5 separate regions of the Mus musculus genome follow, and all the other regions are linked to region 5. The links are chromatin contacts, called in public Hi-C and promoter capture Hi-C maps. All regions are on one chromosome and are shown on one strand. Each heading gives the region's core, a stretch centred on a gene start, on an enhancer-like site or on the middle of the called end of the contact. The rest is flanking DNA. Distances are from core to core; before and after follow the strand shown. Region 1 holds the start of Immp2l (IMP2 inner mitochondrial membrane peptidase-like (S. cerevisiae)). Region 2 holds the start of Arl4a (ADP-ribosylation factor-like 4A). Region 3 holds the start of Dock4 (dedicator of cytokinesis 4). Region 4 holds the start of Lsmem1 (leucine-rich single-pass membrane protein 1). Region 5 holds the start of Pnpla8 (patatin-like phospholipase domain containing 8).

The links. Promoter capture Hi-C pulls out the DNA fragments that hold promoters and counts their contacts. Hi-C and Micro-C count contacts between places; a contact is called where the count stands out from the background.
Region 1: a Hi-C map of muscle stem cells shows a contact between it and region 5, with 4 times the contacts expected there. The contact joins the promoter of Immp2l here to the promoter of Pnpla8 in region 5. A contact is called at or near these places in 3 of 39 promoter capture datasets (cranial neural crest, liver and pre-B cells) and 8 of 484 Hi-C or Micro-C datasets (CD4 T cells, CD8 T cells, LSK cells and 4 more).
Region 2: a Hi-C map of regulatory T cells shows a contact between it and region 5, with 4 times the contacts expected there. The contact joins the promoter of Arl4a here to the promoter of Pnpla8 in region 5. A contact is called at or near these places in 2 of 39 promoter capture datasets (liver and pre-B cells) and 7 of 484 Hi-C or Micro-C datasets (CD4 T cells, CD8 T cells, the G1E-ER4 cell line and 2 more).
Region 3: a contact with region 5 is called in a promoter capture Hi-C map of pre-B cells. The contact joins the promoter of Dock4 here to the promoter of Pnpla8 in region 5. A contact is called at or near these places in 2 of 39 promoter capture datasets (liver and pre-B cells) and 3 of 484 Hi-C or Micro-C datasets (CD8 T cells, muscle stem cells and pre-B cells).
Region 4: a promoter capture Hi-C map of pre-B cells shows a contact between it and region 5. The contact joins the promoter of Lsmem1 here to the promoter of Pnpla8 in region 5. A contact is called at or near these places in 2 of 39 promoter capture datasets (the C10 cell line and pre-B cells).

What each region holds. Positions count from the first base shown.
Region 1 is chr12:41,022,766-41,025,465 of GRCm38.p6, reverse strand. It overlaps Immp2l (IMP2 inner mitochondrial membrane peptidase-like (S. cerevisiae)), which reads right to left and starts at 1,376. Exons shown (of 7, transcript NM_053122.4): 1 at 1,321-1,376; 2 at 833-905.
Region 2 is chr12:40,036,617-40,039,316 of GRCm38.p6, reverse strand. It overlaps Arl4a (ADP-ribosylation factor-like 4A), which reads left to right and starts at 1,330. Exons shown (of 2, transcript NM_001039515.1): 1 at 1,330-1,479; 2 at 2,484-2,700. The coding sequence starts at 2,571. Arl4aos (ADP-ribosylation factor-like 4A, opposite strand) reads right to left here and starts at 1,240. Exons shown (of 3, transcript NR_166749.1): 1 at 812-1,240.
Region 3 is chr12:40,444,785-40,447,484 of GRCm38.p6, reverse strand. Dock4 (dedicator of cytokinesis 4) reads right to left here and starts at 1,432. Exons shown (of 53, transcript NM_172803.2): 1 at 1,091-1,432. The coding sequence starts at 1,127. It overlaps Zfp277 (zinc finger protein 277), which reads left to right and starts at 1,695. Exons shown (of 12, transcript NM_178845.3): 1 at 1,695-1,819. The coding sequence starts at 1,726. Gm40406 (a long non-coding RNA gene) reads left to right here and starts at 1,826. Exons shown (of 2, transcript XR_872699.3): 1 at 1,826-2,700.
Region 4 is chr12:40,197,885-40,200,584 of GRCm38.p6, reverse strand. It overlaps Lsmem1 (leucine-rich single-pass membrane protein 1), which reads left to right and starts at 1,270. Exons shown (of 4, transcript NM_001033437.2): 1 at 1,270-1,378.
Region 5 is chr12:44,267,823-44,270,522 of GRCm38.p6, reverse strand. Pnpla8 (patatin-like phospholipase domain containing 8) reads right to left here and starts at 1,369. Exons shown (of 10, transcript NM_026164.2): 1 at 1,222-1,369.

The sequences.
Region 1 (2,700 bases), core at 127-2,626, 3.2 Mb after region 5:
ATGTCTTAGTTTTTCATAATATGCGAACATCTGCCTCTCAAGGAAGTCAGGTTCATATGTGGCATGTGCCAGGATGGGCACTGAGGGTAAGTCTAGCTTTCTCTCGGGGGTAAACAAGCCTGTGGCTTGCTGTTCTTGCTTATAGCTAACCTGTGTTTTAAGTAAAAGTTGGCGGAGATGAATGTAAAACTGGAGGGTTTCGAACCTGAAAGGAACTGTGTTTCCTATCACCAGACAGAGACTAGGAGAAGGGCAAGTCTTAGGGAGGAACCAATGAAGAGAGATGATAACTTGAAATCAGTCAACTTCCCAGGACTTCAGCTTTTCAGAAAAGCACCTCAATGCCTGAGATAGGACCTCCCCCAATTCCTCTGTAATTCTGAAAGACCTGAGAACTAGAAGTATATGAAATTGCCTGTATGTGGCCCCATGTGCGTTCCCCCACTGTTGAGATTTTAAAATGTAAGGTCCCCGGAGGGATAACTGCCAAGCAGAGCCAAGATTACCTAGGGCCCTACTGTGTCAGGAACTACTGAATGCTACCTAGGAAGACAGGGGACCTGAGAGGAACTATAGCATCAATGTGCCAGGTTAAAGAGGGTCTGAAAGGAAATGAGTTTTCTCTCAGGTGTCTAAAACGCTGCTAAACTTCCAGTCGGCTCTACGGGCTTCTGGAACCTGAAGAAAGGCTTGATCTTGGGACAAGTGACCTTTGAAGGTGGGTTATCCAGTTCCTGATAAAAAGTGGAATTTGGACCCAAGTTGCCTAGGGTAGTTTCCCCACTCGAAAAAGAGTCCTGGCACCTTCCGCCCCTGAGCAATACTTACTTACCCTTTCTCCCGCTCTTCCTCGGTGAGAAGGGGTAAGTGGTAATATTGTACCCTCGCCCAATTTGGCCAAAATCCTAAAAGTAAAAATGACAGAGACAGGTCCTTTAAAATCCCGTGGCTCCAGCCTGAGCAGCTCCCACAAGCTGCTCACCACCCCAGGAGCAGCGCTCCCTCCCGGCCGCTCTGTGGGTCCCCCAGGGCGGGGAGAAGAGGTCGGCTACCCGCCCGGATCGGGGTTCGGGTTCCCTAACTGAGGGAGACAAGAGGACGAACTGAGGGGACAGCCGCGCGGCCTCACTGGAACACGCGCACGCACGCATGCTCGCTACCATCGCGCGGATAGCGGCCGAGCGGCTCCCCACCTCCCAGCAACGCCCACTCGACGGAGGAGAAGCCGGAGATAAGAGACCCTGCCGGGGACACAGAGGGTCTGCTTAAGCCCACCCGCGTGCCAAGCCGCCCGGACCCGCCGCCCCATTCCCCGCGCACCCGCTGCGCAGCTCAACCCAGGGGAAGTCCCCGCGGCACGCTCCGCCCTCCGCCGCGGCACGCCCCGCCCTCCGCCGCCGCTCGCCCCGCCCTTTGCCGCCGCTCGCCCAGACCCGACCCCCAGCTGGGCGGCAGCCGGAGACTCCGCCTACTACTACGGAAGTCCCGCCCCCGAAACGCGGCTCAAGGTGGATCCGCAGCCAGAATTGGGTTTACGTCAGATCAGGGGGCGGTACTGACCGTCTAGAGGTTCCAAGTGTTAGAAGCCTTAGGTCTAAGCCCTAGGTCGAAGCCTGGCATGGCTAAGAGGGCAAGGAAAAGCAGCAAGTTATCAGAAGCTATCTTCAGCTTCTTCCCTTAGACCAGGAACCCAGACTGGACTTCTTGTGTTGTTCTGTGGTTTTGTTATTGTTTTGTTTGCACATGGGTAACTTCGGGTTTGCTTCCTCTAGCAAGCCAAAAGAAAAAAATCCAGAACTTTTTTTTTTTTTTTTTTTTTTTTTGCTTCAGAGAAACTAGGGTTGTTTTTTTTAATATACTTAAGCTTTTGCTCGTTAATTGTAAAAAATCTTAACTGTGTAATTACAACCTAGAAAAACACTGTAACTAACAGAATATAGACAACAAAATTAATTTGCTTTTTCTAGCCCTCCTCAGTTGTATCTTTATCTTTTCTTGCTTTACCCTTTTAGATAATGCTGAACTATCATTCTCAAGTTTACATAGCGCATAATGTTCTGACACTCAGCATTCAAAATTAACTCTAAAGATGGGAGAGTGTAAGAGACTTAAATGGAGCCGAGCAGTGGTTGCACGTACCTTTAGTCATCACAGCACTGCTAAGGCAGAGGCAGGTGAAGCCAGCCTGCTAGCCTGATCTACAGAGCTAGTTCCAGGACAGCCAGGCCTACACAGAGTAAACCTCTCTCAAAAAAAAAGGGGCGGGGGGGGGGGAGAAGGGGGAAGACTTTAATGGGTTGATAGGCTGATAGTTAATAATTACAAAAGTCTGCCAAAGAAACATGATTGCTCTCCTGTATAGGATGTAGGTACAGTTATTCTTATCTAAAATATTTACTGCGAGGTAAGTTTGATTCTACCAGTGCTTTATCTTGGAGGCCGCCCCTGATGACAGAGCCTATTTACAAATTGGATTGGGCCCTAACAGTAAAGAGACTCCAAATTAAATAGATGTTTGTTCCAGTGAAGAACCAACAGTATGGGATGGCATGAACATACATAAACATCAAAGTTTCTAGAATCCATACAACCTAATCTAGGCCTAGAATATTTTCAGCATCCAAGATTTACTGCAGAATAAACTCACTATTTCTGGTTCTTTCTGAGCGATGGCTGGATGATTCAACTCAGCTGTTCTGG
Region 2 (2,700 bases), core at 81-2,580, 4.2 Mb after region 5:
TAAGGTGAGCAGTGGTGAGGGTGGTGCATGCCTTTAATCCCAGCACTTGGGAGGCAGAGGCAGGCAAATTTCTGAGTTTGATTCCAGCCTGGTCCAGGGCTACATAGAGAAACCCTATCTTGAAAACCAAAACCAAAAATCAAACAAACAAAACCAAAAACCAAACCAAAACAAAACAAAAAACCCCAAACCCAAACAAACAAGCCCCGAAAACCAAAACAACAAAACAACAGAAAAACTAAACCACAAAGAAACAAAAACAACAGAAAGAAGCCCAATCCTTTCTACTATTCATAAAATAAATACTACTGGCTATGGTAATTTTAAGATCAGGAAATTTCTTAGGAAAGTTACAATCTATCTATCTATCTATCTATCTATCTATCTATCTATCTATCTATCTATGTATCTATTGAGTCACGGTTTACTACGTAGCCTTGGCTGGCCTGCAACTCTCTATGTAGACCAGGCTGGCCCTGAAGCATCCAGATCTGCCTGCCTCTGCCTCTCAAGTGCTTGGCCAGAATCTAGTTTAAAATACACTTTTAAATTGCACTATTATTATAGCCTTCCAGATAAAAATTTCTTGTAGGTTCTACCAAGCTTTAAAATGCCCTTTGTTTGTTTTTCTAAACATCTTTAAAAGATTGCTGGTCACGTTTTATAATTGGTTCATGACCAATTTGGTTCATTCTGTTTTTACAAAGACTGGAATATTCACAAAAACGACAGTTTGCCTCCTAAGGCCAAACATAGTGGTACACAATTACACTATGGAGCCCAATGTGCTTTACCACTAGTCATAAGTTACCAGCTGCAGCTTCATCACCCGTTCTTCTTGGGCTACTGGAAATATTTAGCGTTTCCAAAGTGCGTTTCTTCCTCCTTAATAGGGGCATTGGTTCCTGTTCCAACTTGTGGGGCGTAGACTCACTTAGGAGGTAGCGCTTGGCTTACAAAAGGTAGGCTACCATCCTAGCCAGCACATGCTAGGGAGGGCGGCAGCGCAGACTCCCCCAGGCTGCCTTGTGACGTGACGTAAGGGACCCACCCGGCCAGTGTCCTCCAACATCAAGGACCCTGAATCAACACCGCGGTCGCCCAGAGGCCGCCCTAGGGTGACAGGAAGAGGGGCGGTACCGGCGACGCCCTCCCGCACCCAGCCTGGGGCGGCAGAAAGACCGAGAACCCGCGGCCGAAGCCCCGCCCGTCTGCGCCGGCGGCGGGCGCCGAAAGGGTTGGAACGTGACCTTGTTTGGGCGTTGCTAGGAGACGCGGCCAGCACGCGCGCGCGCGACCCCCGCGGGCAGGCGCGGCGCGAGGGGCGGAGCCGCGGCCCGGAGCGAGGCTGGCGAGCACCGTTAGCCCGGCTGGCGCGCGGCGTCGGCCCGGCCGCCGTCAGGCCTCGCCGCTGCCCGGGGACAGACTCCCCGGCGGCTGACAGCCGCGGAGGCGGGACGACGGAGGACCGTCAGCCAGGTGAGTGGCGCGGGGTCATGTTGGAGAAGAGGCCTGCGGCGGGGCGGAGGCAGTATTGCCGGAGGCGTTCGGTGTGTAGAGGGGCTGGCGCGGCCCAGCGAGCCTGGGCGCACGGCGAGCTGAGGCGCGGTGGGCCGCTCCCGCCGCGTAGGGCCGCGTCACCGTGGCCCATGCTGCAGGTGCGCGAGGCGGCCGAGCGACCGGACCTGCAGCAGGGGCTCGGCGTCCTTTGCGATGCCTGCTCGTTTCCCACTCAGGGCAACAGGTGGTGCCGGAGGGCCGAGAGCGAGCCCTGGCGCTGCCGCCCTGGGAGTGGCAGGCACCCTTGCCAATTAGGGCGCCGGGGCGGGAGTGGCAGGGCGGCCCTGACGCGCTGACCAATGGGATCGCGGGGCCTGGGTGGGCCGTGAGGGTGGGCGTGGCCAGAGGCCGAGTCTGGGCTTCCCTGTGGGGCGTCCGCCAGAGCGGCGCGGAGGTCTCGGTTGAGAGGAGCTGTGGCGTGTTCCTCGCGGGGAGAGAGAGAGAGACACATCAGCCAATGTCCCTCCATTGGAATCCCGACTCCAGCCCGGGAGGTGAGAGCTTTGGTAGCGGGGACGGAGCCAGGAAAGTGAGCCTGGGTGCCGGGTGAGACGTGCCTGGTTAGATCTCCCAGATAGGGCTGCTTTTTTTGAGTTTTCTGCTAAGAAAAGGCACTTTAGTGGTGGATACGGTGACCGGCACCAGATAGTGGCGCCTGGGTTGTCTTCAGAATGAGCTTTTGAGGTTCGGGGATCGTAGAGAATAGAGAAAAGTACACGTTACTGCAGTTAGAGTGGATCGAAGAAAGCCTTTGGGTGACAGTTAGGCATCGTTTGTTTTGGATTGAATACATCTACTACCTCATCTGGTGTGTTTACTCACAGCAAGTTTTATTAAGTCCCTCATGTGCTTATTTTTGGCGAAAGTAGAGAAACCCCATTTTTAATGTGCTCACAGTAATAACTTACTCATTTCCTCCCCAGCAATCGCGTAGCCCGATCACCCAGGAAGAGAAATTGTAAGCAGATAAGAAGAACGCGTTCAGTTTGAGACACCATTTGCAGCTGGAAATGGGGAATGGACTGTCAGACCAGACTTCCATCCTGTCCAGCCTGCCGTCCTTTCAGTCCTTTCACATTGTTATTCTGGGTTTGGACTGTGCTGGAAAGACAACAGTTTTATACAGGCTGCAGTTCAACG
Region 3 (2,700 bases), core at 183-2,682, 3.8 Mb after region 5:
AGGAAATGAAGATTGTCAGTAAAATCTATAATGCTTTCTTTCTGTTAGACCTTCTGGGAGGTTATAATTGCATTTGGCCAATTCGGGCTTGTCAGTGAGCCTGGCTTCTTAATAGTCTCAACCCTAAAAGGAGTGACTGTCAAAGGGGGAGGGGGGTACCCAGCTGAAATCAAACAACAAAAACGGGAACTGTAATCCTACCGACAAGGGAGGAGGGAAGGGAAGGGAGCCTCCTGTATTCATCAGTCAACATTAATGGTCTTTGTTGTTCACCTTTGCACAGAACAGTGAATGCTATCCTGTTCCTTTTTCTCTCAAATCAGTGCCAGGGTAGTCCTCTCCTAAAGCTGCCTGCCAGCCTCTAAGAGCCAGGCTTTCTGACCCTCCTCTCCCTCGTCACTTTCCAGCCGGCCTCTATGACCCCCACTGCGCTCATTCCCTGGTAGAGAAGGTGGCCAGAAGTAAAAACCCTGCCAAAATCTCGGTTCCCCTCCAAGGACCAAAGAGCGCAGGAGCACAGATGTTGAAATTTACCAACCCCCCTGCTCGCAACACACACCCCAAACACCCGGGAGGCGAGGGAGGAAGGAGGCTACGTCCCGACTCCGTCTGTCACAGGGGCTACACTCTGCACTCTGGGAATGCCGACCCCAGCCGCAGGGACTTCGCGCCTCCCTACTGTTTGGGAGTATTCTAGCAGCCGGTTCCTGGTCTCCCTCATCACCCCGGGAAATCTTAGCAGCCCACTGCCAGCTCTCTGCCGCTGTGGGCCAGCAGGGGTAGAAGGGAGAGAAACCCTGTTGGCTTCCCCTTCCAACTTGACACGCAACACGCCCCGCGGCCGCTCCAAACTCCGCCAGCCAGCAGAGACCGGAGCGGCAGTCCGGACGTTCTGGGATCGGGTTCGAGGAGCGCCGAGTGCACGGTGAGGAGCGAGCCCCCCAGTGCTCGCCCCTCAGCCGGAGGCCGGTGCGGCCAAGCCCGGGACCCGCTGTGCAATGCCAAGACCTGGCATTTGCAGCCTGGAGCGGAGCGAGCTGCGTGGGGGCAAGGACCAGAGCGTGGTAAAAGTTCGCCCGCGAGCACTCACCCACGCCGTATTTCTCGTGCTCCGTAGGTATCCACATGGCTATGAAGGGCGTTGAGGGGCTCCGGGCTGTGCAATCCCCGCGCCCCTCCAGTGGCTCACAACAATGCACCGCTCCCGAAGAGCAGCTGTGTCGCTGGAGCACAGCGGATCGCGCGGGCTGCGGCGCTGGGCAGGGTCTGCTCCCGGGGCTCCGGAGCCGGCACTGACACTACACCGCCGAGGCGGAGCCGCCCGCCGCTCTGCCGGCCGCGGCTGCTCACAGCCCTGCGACGCGCTCCCGGGGACCCGGCGGCGCAGTCATTGTTCTGATTCACTGAACTAAGCGAACACGCCGGGGCACTCGCGGGCGCACCCCCGCCCGTCAGCGCCCGTCCAGCGCTGCCTACCCACTGCCTCGCGGCATGCTGGAAGTTGTAGTTCTTACGCTCCCGGCTCCGGAAGGAGGCGGGACTACAGCGGTTGGGGGCGGGGCACCTAGTTAGGCTCGCCACAATCGATTGGTCCAAAATGTGACGGCACAGCATAGGCGTGTAGGAACTCCCTCAGTGAGGCGGCATGCGACCCCAGGCGCGTTTTTATTGGTGTATCACCGCTCCGCCCCGCCTACGGCCCGCCCCTTTCTACTGTGCCAGGTAATGGCTGCTAGTGAGGTCCAGGGGCTTCCTGTGGACCCCCGGGAGGCTGGGGTCCGCGGGGTCCGCGGCGGAATCGGACACACAGATCATGAAGGTGAGTGTGCTGTCCCTTAGGCGCGGGTGATCTGTCTTCCTTCTTCTGTGCCCGAGGTGCAGCTGGCAGCCGCTCAAACCTTTGAAGCTGGTCGGCTGGGAGACCACCTTGGTGCCAGGGAAAAAGCCGCGGGCGGGACCCAGAGATATGGGTTGGGCAGACGGAGGTTGCCAGGCTGAAGCTGTTTTGGGGTGGGAGCAGAAAATGTGAAGAGCTGCCTTCCCGGCCTCTGAGAAAGCTCCTTTGCTGTCTTCCGGTTTGGAATTCTGTGCTTTGCACTTGCCGCCAAGTGGGTGTGGGTCAGGTCTGGGTTGCACACGTGTGACTGTAAAGCTGTGATTAGCCGCTATTTCCTGACTTGTAGCCCTCGCTCTCCCCGGTTTGCTGAATTTGGCTCTGGGAAGGTGTTTTATGTAGTTTGGGACCGGTTTCCAAGTTGGAGACTAGTCACGTCACGGCTCTCTAATACTTATTTGCTGGTTGCAGGTTGTAGTCCTCTTCAAAAGGAAAGGATGTGTGTGTCTCAGGTATCATTTGGCCCTGTAGCCTGGGAGATGTTACATTCTAAGAGAAAGAGAAAAGAGAATTAAATTCACTCCAGCCCTCACAGAATATTTAAAATAGGGTTTTAAAATTCATCACAGCTACTTTGTATCAACCTGACTTTGCTGCTTTCTTCAGTTCCACTGTAGAGACCAAAAGTCAAACTTTCATCATAGACTACCTTTTCTTTTGGTCGCGCTCCACTCCCCACCCATTTTGTTTAAGTGTTAATTTTGGGGGTTAATTTGGGTTCTCAGTCCTTGTTGATGTTTTTTCCATTTAACCTTCACAGCTTTTTATCTCAGTAGCAGGGAAATAAAAGTGCAATTTCTTCCCAC
Region 4 (2,700 bases), core at 21-2,520, 4.1 Mb after region 5:
TCAAAACTGAAGCAAGTACTTCTGAGATGATAGGGGATTTGGGACAGATTGGGTAGTTAGAAGAGTTTTGGTTTTTGACCTGCATGACTAGATGATGGGAACATCTTCATTTTTTCTGAGCTTAGTTTTAATACAGGTGACAGCACTTAATGATAAAGGTATCAAGTGCATGGTCTTCTTGGTTCTCAAGCTATGGGAAGACCAAAAAATGTGAGATTCCTGTTCTCTGACAGTATAATAATGTCCCTAAAGAACCGTGTAAGAGAAGCTGGAACACACAGAGCTATAGAATGAGCGGGCACTTGTGAGCGAAGGCAGATCTTAAACAACTGCAAGTCTGTTTTCATCCAAACTGTGTGTGATCTGGCACCCGGAGCTTGCAGGCCCCAGCTCTCACTGTAGTACCTATTGTGTACACCAGAGGGCAGAAACTGCCTGCCACTTGTGGAAAGGAAACAAGGCTGCTATTTCCAAAAGGCAGGTGCGCTTCTGAAGCCCATTTTGGATGGAATGCTGAAGTGTGCAATCTTTGCACCCACAGACACTTTTTGTAAAGCTAATTGAAAGCCCAGGAGTCCCCGGACCTGCTGCTATAGTTTAGATCTCTGAAGTCTCCTTAAAGAAAAGTGTAGAAGGCTTGCATGGTCACCAGCCTGGAACCGCTGGAGAATGGTGGATCTTTAGGTGTGAGGCTTGGTTGAAGACAAGTCTTTGGCCCTTTCCTCTCAAGCCTCTTCTTTCAGCTGTACCTGTTACCATGTTTTCTATTTCTGCAAGCCTAGATCAGAGGTCTGAAACGGGGGGCGGGGGGGGGGGCTAGTATAAAGCTGACTTATTTTGGATACAGGGATGGAAATCTAACACATCAGCCACTCCGCTAGTTGTGTTATCACAGCTATCCTCCCTGTTTACTGAGGTCTCTGCACACCAGATGTCCCAGTGGCAGCTCCTGCCTGCTGCAGGGTATTTATACACAGGAGCACAGCACAGCAGAAGCGCTAGCTAGGAAATGTGCTGTCAGACGATACAGCCACTTCCACTGAGTAAGGACTTTCAACTTGAGCTTCATATGAACCACATCAGTTACCAACTGAATCCAGGCTTGCCGGTCTGTTGTTTTAAAGCAAAGCTTCACCAATTCGTATCTTAAACTCGGACATGAGAGCGGAAGCCACTGCAGGGAATCTTGTTATCGCTTGGCTACATTTACACTAAATATAGACCACCAATTATGTGCTGGGTTTACGGGCCTCAGGGGAGCACTTGTGAGCAGCAGGAAGATTAAGAGCGAACTACAGAACTGGTAGAAAGTTTGGCTGTAGTTGTTCCTGAGTAGTTGTCTTTTCTAGGAAACCGAGCATTGGAGGCTCACGTCTTTGTAAGTAATTTGCATGCTATTTCTTACTGAGACCGAATGATGATTTTTGAGTCCTTGGGGTTTTGATTGCATGTATTCTGTGCTTTTCGACTGCTCATAGAAAAGATGTAGACTTGATTTTTAAAATTACCTCCTGACTTGGAGGCATGAACTCAGGAATGCCGTTCATACGTGGCCGTGGCTCACTCAAGGAAGCATCGTATTAAGCTTTGAGTTCAGCCTTCATTGGTAAACAATTCTGAGTTCGTAGCATACAATATGGTTTTCTGCTTTGATACCAATACCTGCAGGGAGAATGTACAATGAGTTTTTTTTTTTCAGAGACAATTTTTATTTGTTGAAGTGTCCTACTGGTAGAGAATCAAGCAATTATTAGATGATGAAAGGCTCAGCTGTTAGCAGTGATCAAGAACACGGGAAAATGAAACTACTTACGTGTCTGAGTTCCAGGATCAGAAAAGAATCTGCCCAGTGGAGCTCGGCAGGAAGGCCAAGTTAGTGCGACACGGAATAGGTAGTGACACTCTGCAGCGGCCTCGGTGGTTGTTTCTGAATGCCCTCATTTCAGCTTCCAAAGATAGCAAGGGCTGGTGTTGACAGCTGTGGGTTCTGGTTTTCAAGGTGTGTCCTTGTATCCGTTTACTGGCAGAGTCCCTCAGAAGCCACCTGCAGGCCCTTGGAGCCCATGAATCACACTGCCTTTTTTTCCTCTACTAGCTTGTCTTTCATTTTAACATGTCGCAACACTGAAAAGGCTTATTGAAAAAACATCTACCAACATTGTGAGCTCGCTGTAAAGATGTCTCCTTCTAGAGGACTCCATTATTTACTTGGTCTATTTTAGATTTAGAAAAAAAATCTTGAACAAATTTTATGACAGATTTTATTCTAAATTATGTGTGTGGGCGGGGCATGTTTATGCCACAACACTTACTTGGAGGTCAGAGGACAAGTTGCAGGAGTTGGTTCCCATCGAACAAAGGTGAAGGAGATTGAGTTCTGGCTACCAGGCTTAGTGCCATGTCTCCGTAGCTTAGCTATCTTGGCATCGCCTTCTTAGTCTGTGGCAAGCAAAGTTTAGTAACTGGACTATTACTTTAAAAGTAGGACCTTTTAGCAGTGACTTTTGTAGCTAGTCTTCCTCTCCTCCTCCTCCTCCTCCTCCTCCTCCTCCTCCTCCTCTTCTTCTCCTCCTCCTCCTCCTCCTCCTCCTCCTCCTCCTCCTCCTTCTTCTTCTTCTGCTCTCTCTCTCTCTCTCTCTCTCTCTCTCTCTCTCTCTCTCTCTCTCTCTCTCTCTCTCAACAGTAGTGACATTCCTGAGG
Region 5 (2,700 bases), core at 120-2,619:
AAAGCAAAGGATAGTAAACCGAATAAAATACAAGCGATTGGGAGTGAGTTGGAACTGGAGGTGAAACAAGAGTCTAGCTCTGACCTTTGCACAAACGTTATGTGCCCCAAATAAAGTAACAAATCCCATCTTTACTGGCTGAAAAAAACAACTTCAAGTACAGACTGTTCTTGTATCAATTCTGCATGGGAAAGTATGGATGTATTAATATAGACTAGTGCAGCTGACCTTTTCACTAATCTGACATCATTATGAAGAGGGCCACTGTTACCAAGATTTTAAAATTAGATGGAGAAATACAAAACAAGATAGAGAATAGAACAATTAGCAAAAACTATGAAGCGAGGTCTTTATATTGGAGATTCATCTAATATGCATACCGAATTTCACAAAATAGCTATATGGAATTTGGTACAACTGACTGCTTCACTAAAACATAAGCTTTTCAATTCACTCTTATGTACTTTTATAATAATCCTCACTTTTTAAAAACATTCTTCCCATTTCCTTGTGGTAATGAACCGCCTTGAGAACCTGAAATATATTTTTGACAATCAGGAATTCGGTCCATAATACAACTTGGAAATGAAAATGGTAATTTTAAATGCATTCTAGGATAGCCGCTTATGTCACATCTATCTCCTAAGATATTCCTTGAAGGTCACTTTTCTTTAAAGTTATTGCTGTAATGGGCGTGAAAACTGGTCGTACCACCCCCCGCCCCGCCCCCAGCATCATGACAGAAATGACAGTGACAAGAGGCTCTGCAACCTGCTGACTCATACAGTTTTTTTCATCTTTTAAAAGGGACGCGCATCTGGTTCTGCTTAAGCAACAGCGCACTGGGATAGGACGGGAAGAAAAAGCAAATCGCTGAGAAGTAAAAATATCCAGCCACCAAAACACAAAGCACACGCTGCCCAGTCAAGGTCGAGGTAGATCAGAGAAAACGTCGCGTCTCCAGTGATCTGCCAGAGAACAGCCCATTCAGGACCCGGCGTGCCACTGCAGAGAGGGGCTGGGCGGGACCACCGGCGGGGGCGGGGCGCAACCAACCAAAACACCCGGCGGCCACGCCCGCGGCATCGGGGCGTCGGGGCCAAGCGCCCGCCAGGACCCCGAGGCCTGCGTATCGGGCCTCCGAAACGCCCGCGGGAGAGCCCGGCGAAGCGCCCACGCCACGGAGGCCACCTGCCACCCCGCCGCCTTCCGGCCACTCACCGGGACGCAGGCAGTAGTCACGGGCGCCGCGGCCGCCACTCGCCTCCCGCCAGCTCTGAGGTCCGCATCGGCCCGCCCGGCCTGCTCGCAGCTGCGGCGCCCGGACCCCAAACACTGGCGTGACCAGCACCACCCACCGCTACGCCCCGCCCCCAGCGGAAGTGACGCAAGCTCTAGGGCCTGTTTTTCTGCCTTCTGCCCTCCTAAGCCTACGTAATAGGGCGTGGCTGTGGAGAGAGGGAGGGGCGGGGAGTTTGTTGGAGCTGAGTGCTTGGGAGAGGCACCGCTTCGGAAGGGGCAAGTGCTACTTTTATGATCTGTTGTGACGGTTAGGCGGAGATCAATGGCTTTTAATCTCAGCGCTGTCTCAGAGTAGAGTGCCTGGTTGCTTGCTTGCGGGTTACCAATAGTTCAGAAATAAGTTCAGCTGGGCTGAGCGTGCCAGAAGACTCTGCGCGCGCTGTGTTGCCTAGGTTCCAGGGAACCGCTTTAACCGCAGCCTGGATGTGAGCAGCCTGGCTGGACCCTGTGATCCTGCTGTGGTGATACCTCCTCTTTGTTTCTAGAACAGCTACGGGGTCTGTCAACTTAAAAGCTCTTTGTCATATACCATCTTGTGGGAGTTAGCGTGTACTACCCCTTTGATGGTCTTGTAATCAACACGTTGAAATTTTTGTATACCAGGGAGGCAAACTACAACCCGCCACAGGTCTAGTGCTATCTAGTTAACTAGACCATCAGATTAGGACCTCAGTGTTCACCTTCAAGAGTAGCAGAGGGCCAGCCCTTAAAATGAAAATGATTGTAAAGCCCTTTAGGAAGGGCATTACATGTGCTGCCAGATTCACTGACAGTTTTTAATTAAGGGGCTTTGGATTACAGAGGTTAAACATTACAAAGGTAAAAAATGTAGTAGGCCTATAAACTCGAGGCGAGAGCAGGCTACATGAGGAGACCTTGACGTTTCTTTCCCCTAAAAATTAAAGAAAAAAAAGAAAAAAGAGTAAATGAGCATACTAGGCATTTGGTTAACACATGATATTGGGTTGTGTCTACCATACTGTCTGGTAAACCCTAGCAGTGTATTAGCTGTTAAATAGCCTCACAACAGCTCAAATATGTACTCCAAAAATTAAGAAAGGCTTGGAAATAACTTTAGCTCTTGATTTTTTTATTATTAATTTACTAATATTAAAATACCCTGACACTATTGAAATGGTAGAAGGTCAGAACTATTACCATAGTGAGCTGTCAGCTCCAGGTTCTGACACAACAAAGAGTAGAGTTTAGAACAGTAGGCAAAGGGGGTGGTCATTGGATGGAAGATTACTAAGAAATGACATCACGTCAAAGGTAACAGACATTCTTGCTGAAAAGAAGCAGATTCTTGGTGAGAGAAGATGAGAATGACCAGATACCAAGAGTGGGGATTAATTTCATATCAACTTAGACGATTCCTCCTAACACTGGACTTAGATA